2 separate regions of the Bos taurus genome follow, and region 2 is linked to region 1. The links are chromatin contacts, called in public Hi-C maps. All regions are on one chromosome and are shown on one strand. Each heading gives the region's core, a stretch centred on a gene start, on an enhancer-like site or on the middle of the called end of the contact. The rest is flanking DNA. Distances are from core to core; before and after follow the strand shown.

Region 1 (3,169 bases), core at 293-2,792:
AGCACCCAGACGAGTCTGCAGAAACTAAACCTTACTATTGACAGATAACTCTTTCTCTGTTTCCCCGTATACTCAACATCCCAAAACTTACTACCCCTAGAAACCCAAATCCCCTTAACTTCATCTTTTCAATCCTCCACCATTCATTGCCCTTTGTTAAAATGGAATGTAAGTCCTCAACAATAACTACTTCTTGGGTTTTCACTTCATTTGTAAGAAGGTCTCATGTCAGTTGCTCAGTCATGTCCAACTCTTTGGGACTCCACGGACTGTATGGACTATAGCCTGCCAGGCTCCTCTGTCCATGGTGATTCTCCAGGCAAGAATACTGGAGTGGGTTGCCATTTCCTTCTCCAAGGGATCTTTCCAACCCAGAGATTGAACCCGGGTCTCCTGCATTGTAGGCAGATCCTTCTGAGCCACCAGGAAAGTCCCCTCTGTGTACATAAAATACTATTAAAATTTGTATTTCTTTTCTTCTGCTAATCTTTTTCTCAGTTTAATTCACAGGTCTCAGTGAAAGAACATAAGAGTGAGGAAGAATTTTTTTTCCTTCCCCACACATACAAATCGAAGTCAAACCCTCCACAGAGCATCCATTTATTTCTTTATTCAACAAACATTTACTGATTCCATACTATGTGGGAGGAGAGACAGAAAACTTAGTTAAGCTCGGTAAGGTCCTGCCCTCACAGAGCTTTCCTTTAGTAAGGGAAGCAGACATTAAAAAATGACTGGTGCAGGGCTTCCCTGGTGGCTCAGTGGTAAAGAATTCTGCTCATGCAGGAAACACAGATTCAGTTCCTGATCTGGGAAAATCCCAAATGTCCCGGAGCAACTAAGCCTGCAAGCCTCCACTACTGAAGCCTGTAAACCTAGAGCCACTGCTCCTTAACAGGAGAAGCCACTGCAGTGAGAAGCCCGTGCACTGCAACAAAAAAAGTAGCCCCTGCTCTCCACAACTAGAGAAGAGCCCTCAGAGCAGTGAAGACACAGCGCAGCCAAAAATAAATAATTTTAAAAATACATTACCGGTGCATCAGAACCGTGCGGATGCAACAAGAAGATCTAACACCGGGGTGAGAATGATCATATGAAACTTTCTGTAACCTTCCTTATTGTTGTTAAGGAACAGACAAAAAAAATAATAATAATAATAATAACAAACCAGAAGTAGGCCTTGTAAGTTCAATAACAGCCCTAAAGCGAATTTCCTGTAGTGATTGACTTGGAGCCACAGAGCGGCCAGCACAATGCTGCTTAACCGTAAACAAAGGTCAGCCAGGGAGACTTTGCTGGAGGAAATCGGTCATCTAGTTAAAAAAAGCCTCTTTGTTTCTGGAAGCTACGAAAAATCCAAGCCTTTCAAGTCATTTGGGCAACACAGAGGGAACAATTGGGCTTTTCCCTTTTTCAGAGGATGCACTTTACGGAGATGAATCCGGCTGGGGGAGAACGAGGGCAGCACACCGACTAGGTTCTTCACAAAGATCCGAGACTGGGGGGATGTCGTGACTTCAGCCACTTAGCCAGAGTGGCATGTAGACTGTGACATCTCGACCTGGGAGGGAGGGGGCCCTCGGTGGTGCGGAAGCTCTGAGAGGGCTGGGAGGGAGGCGGGGGGATACCAGCAGCAGCTAGCTCTCTGCTTTCGTGAGCAAGAATAAAATGAAATCCCTCAAGGAACAAAGGAGGGAGTGTGGTCCTGAGAAAGTCCTTGTTATATGTGCAGAGGTCAAAAAATACAATGGGGAACGCAGACTCAGCTTACCTGTGTTCATAGGAGATGCTGGAATGATGTGCCACTTACTAGGCAGCTAAGGCAGACTGCAGACGTAGGCAGAGGTGAGAATTCATCTTCTCTTTTTCTGACTCCTTGTGCAGGGCAAACTACGAGAATAAAAAGTTCACTGAGTCATTCCTACAGAGTCTACAGCCCTAAGCTGTAGAAAGTTTCCTGGTACTTTTTCCTCAGAGGTTCTTTCAATTTCAAGAGGTTAAAATCATTTGATCACTCTGTTTTGGGTAGCTAGAGTCTGGATTTAAAACACCAGGAAACACTGCAATGATTATGCAGAATTCTTTTAAGTTAGGGCAGATCACTAAGTCAAGAAAAGAAAGAAAAACCTTCAATGAATCATCTTTGTTATTCTTACCACAGTTTGTTACATTTTTAAAATGAATAACTGAGGGAAGTAATATAAAACTGACATTCCATTCTCCACGTTGCAATTCAAAATAAAACAAGATGCATCCCTGAGACACTGTCCCCTCGTGTTATCCCCAGAAAAGACAAGGCCACGTGTCGTCTCCTCCCCTAAAAAGAACACAGGAAAAGACGCTCTCATAGTCTTCTCATGAGGACTCCTCTCACAGGCTGTTTGAGATTATGAGCAAAGAGCATTTCCTGGCTCACAGCTGAATGTCCTCATTTTAATTGCAAACTCAATCCCTAAACTGGAGAAAATGTCTCCTCTTTTCACTCAGATTTTTTCACAGCTGAAAGCCAAACAATTTGAATATGAGTTCACCAGCTCAAAAGGAGAGATTCAGTGCTATGCCATGTGGCTCACTGCAATCCAAGATCAAACCAGTTCCAGTCATGGTTCTTGGGTTCCTCTCAAGAGTCTTATTTTAAGACTTCCTTAAAGGGACTCTGAGCTCATCAGAGAAAGCACTGGCAATCCCACCACAACAGGAGTAGCCCCGCCTAAGGAGCATCTTTCTGACCATACACGAGACCATGCCATCCTCCCCACTCCTTTCCAGATGTGTCTATGCGACAGCCTAGGTCTGGACCTGTCAAATAGGGGTTAACCTCCACATTGTGTGGTCTCTCCCAGACCCTGTTTATCAAAGGAATGACCTTTGAATCAGAGGTGACCCCCATCAGTCCAGATCTCTGAGCTTCTCTTAACTAAATCAGTGCCCCTGGACTGGCCCAGACCAGCTCCACACAGAATACTGGGAGCTCACTGCTTCTTCCAGTATCACCATGCATCTATTACACTTTACCCAGAAAGTTCTAACATCTGACATCGCACTTGTATTTTACAATAGTGCTGGGAAAAGAAGTATTAGAGGAAGATTATGCCCATTTTACAGAGAAGACAGGGGCCTCAGAAGAGATGTGGTTTAAGTTGAGAATGGAATCCTGCCCTTCTGACAG
Region 2 (3,133 bases), core at 156-2,655, 62 kb before region 1:
AACACAGCTTCCTGGACTGAACCAAAGTGAGGCACTTGTTTGCATTTATCTGAGATACAGTATAATCATTCACCTGAGACAGAACCTAATCGTCACTGAGATGTGATGGTGCCTGAGTACAACACAGCCTCAGCAGGAGAGGCAAAGAGCCTGGGAGATAGAAATGACAGGAGAGAGGTGTTGAGTTTACTCTAAACTCAGAGACTCTCCAGGAGGAATAATAGTGGACTCCACATAAAAATTCTAATTCTGAAACATTGTGAAGTCTGAATCAACTCATCATCAAACTAATGAGGTCCAGGAAGTAAGGAATATCAGACTGTTGATAGGGATTGTCAACCTGGTTTTTTAATTTATAGATTGTGTAACAGTGTGTGGCAGTGTATTATTGAAACCATCACTGGTTTCAATGTGGTAGCTGGTAATACATATGCTACTGCCTAGCAGGTGAAGTCAGACTTGGTTAGTATAAGTGTGTCTGTCTTATCTCCCAAGCATTGCCACCCTTGTCTCTCTATGGCAATTGTTCAGAAACTCCCTACTGAGAAGGTTTCAGGGCCCATAACTGATGCTTAAATTGGGTTCGAGATTGGAGAAGATTGGTGAAGATGGATCCCCTGTTCCCAGCATCTTCTCCCGCTTCTCTGCTTCCTTAAAATGGAAACTCATTTATCCGTCTCACCAGCAGGGCCAGCAGGGACCCATAAACAAGTGTTTGTTGAGAGAAAAGGATCCTTGACTTGGCTTTTTTTTTTTTTTAGTTAATTCTTATAGTCAGTGTCCTTGAAAGAACCTTATCTTCTTGTTTCTGGTTTGTTTGTTTTGTTTTTTAAAGTGATTTCCTTGTTTTCATGACTTAAGTGAGACCTGTTATTTCATCTGCCTTGTCAGTGAGAGTTCAGCTTCACTGATGGTAACTTTACGGTGACTGAGAGGCACTGAGGAAGTGGTTTCTTTCTTCCCCTACGCCCTCCTCACTCAAGCACAGGCAAGTCTCTGTTTTTCGGATTCTAGCAGTTAGAGTCTGCTGCTGACAAGACGACCTCTGGGCTAAGGGGTGCCTCCAAGAATCATCTCACCAGTGTTAGGAATTAGCTTGCTTGAGTTTCCTTAGCATCTTTGAGTAAACAAAAACCCCAAATTGAATTGGCCATAGACATTACAGAATCAGTAATTGTCAATCCCATATTGATCAACACCAGCAAATGACCACAGTAAGCAAAATGCTTCCTCCAAGTCTTGGCACTGGGCTCTTTCTGCCCAGAGCGAGGGGCACCGTTTCTCTGGCAGGCCATGTGTCCACTGGGCTAAATCAGACAGACAGCACCGTTTCCTGGGTGCCTTTGACTGGGCATGGCTCTTTCTGAGTCCACAAAGGTGCTGTCCAGGATGGGCCTGAATCTGACCCTTCAGAGAGGTTGGTAAATATTTGAAGGAATGCTAAAGTGGATTATTGAAGTTCCACACACACTTTGTCTCCCTACTTCAAGAGGGACTCTCAAGTGGATTTCTTTTTCTTTTTTTGGTTTATTCAATTTCCTTGACTAGGTTGTGGGAACTTTTTTCCTGTGTCCACCGCACTGGCCCTCCTCCATCCTTAATGGTTCAGCATGTGGCCCTCTGACTTACTGTCCCGTCTTCTCCCTCTTTCACCAAGGTCAGACCTAGTTTTCCGAAAGCCCATTAGGCACGATTACATACCAGCACTGTCCTAGACCCTGAGGTCAGTATAAAGATCAATGAGATTTTCACCCCAGCCTGGGGCTTCCACATCACAGAACTAGTAAGAGGGTTCAGAGGATAGATTAGGTGGTTGGGGGGATGGATGAATGCAAAGAAAGAAAATTTGAGTATGGCCTTCTACACAAAGGCCTCTCAGATGGACAGACCTGAGTTTGAATCACAACTCAGACAGGCCAGTTCTATGAACTGGGGTGAGTAATTCACCATGTAAGAGCCTCAGGTTCTTCCTGTGTGAAATGGGGGTAGTAATTCCCACCTAGCCTAGGTGGTGGTGTGGATTAGAGATAGTAATTGCTGAGAGAGGCACTTGGTAAAATTAGCAACCACCCAAGCCAAGTCCTATAGGTCTACAACAAAAGATGATAAGTGACAAATGCAAACAAAACGGGTGGGGGCTCCTGGGGGACAACTCACACCTGGCAGGAGGCCACACGTGAGCAGGTTCAAGAGGCCCTCCCAGCCTCCAGGTTATCTGCCACCTCCGTGCTGGGCAGGGCTGAGCCAGGCAGTACAGGGCTCATGGGCGACAGACCGGGGAGCCAGCGAGTCCCTACAAAGTCGGACATTTACCTCCATGTAAACCTGCAGGTGTGTCTGAAGCCAGCATGACCCAGAGCTCCTCCTCCTCTGGCACCAGCGGAGGGGCCAGAATGGAGGGATGGGAAGGGCACAGCTGTCCTTGTTGACTTCAGCCTGTCGCAGGATTGAAAGTCATTCCACTCTCAGAAAAGTGAGCTCACGTCATCGTCTTTCCATCCTCCCCACCCTGGATGTCTAAGGTGAAGCGTTTTCTCTTCCCCAGCTCAGAGGCTGAGAATGGTGTGGAGGAGAAAAAGAAGGTATGCAGGTCGCCAGGAGCGCTGTCTCCCACCCCATCCAGCGAGGCCGAGTCCCAGGACCAGAAGAGAACCATTTCCCTGCGGTGAGTCCTCACATGACTCCCTCTGTTTTTTTTTTTTTTTTTTTTGGCTTTTCAGAGGGAGGGGTTGCTGGAAAGAGCTGGTATTTCTAGTTTTATGGTGGTGGCTAAGACGAAAGCTCTCCTACAGGCAGGGAACACCCCTGAGAGAGAAGTGAGGTGTTTTTCCTTCACATCCAGGCACTGGCACCTGCTTTCTCTCTGAGCTCTTCCTAGCAGTCTCTCTTCTCCTTCCCACCCCAGTCTTCTGCAAACTTTCTGCCCCTTTCTTAAGCACTGATTTTGCTACGTGATAAAGCCTGGGTGGCACAGAGTTAGAAAGCACCTGGAAAGACTGGCAGCGTTACTGATGAGGCCACCCCGGCTGAACTGTGTGCTCAGCCTTTGGGTGTGCACAGCTGCCGTCTCGCTTCCCTGGCAGCTGCAGAAATGAGAGGAGGGAAAAAGCCTTGCCCGGGATCCCTGGGCAGG

Evidence for each region. Hi-C and Micro-C count contacts between places; a contact is called where the count stands out from the background.
Region 2: a Hi-C map of an unstated tissue shows a contact between it and region 1, with 2.5 times the contacts expected there. The contact joins two enhancer-like sites.

The regions. Positions count from the first base shown.
Region 1 is chr7:27,325,179-27,328,347 of ARS-UCD2.0, reverse strand. No RefSeq gene overlaps it. Among named protein-coding and RNA genes, the nearest start is that of ALDH7A1, 44 kb to the right of the region's middle. Within about 2 kb of position 1,542, at least 13 of the 102 cell types and tissues checked have an H3K27ac peak or open chromatin away from gene starts, as enhancers often do.
Region 2 is chr7:27,387,308-27,390,440 of ARS-UCD2.0, reverse strand. It overlaps GRAMD2B (GRAM domain containing 2B), which reads left to right. Exons shown (of 14, transcript NM_001079579.1): 2 at 2,546-2,665. Among named protein-coding and RNA genes, the nearest start is that of MIR2458, 32 kb to the left of the region's middle. Within about 2 kb of position 1,405, at least 24 of the 102 cell types and tissues checked have an H3K27ac peak or open chromatin away from gene starts, as enhancers often do.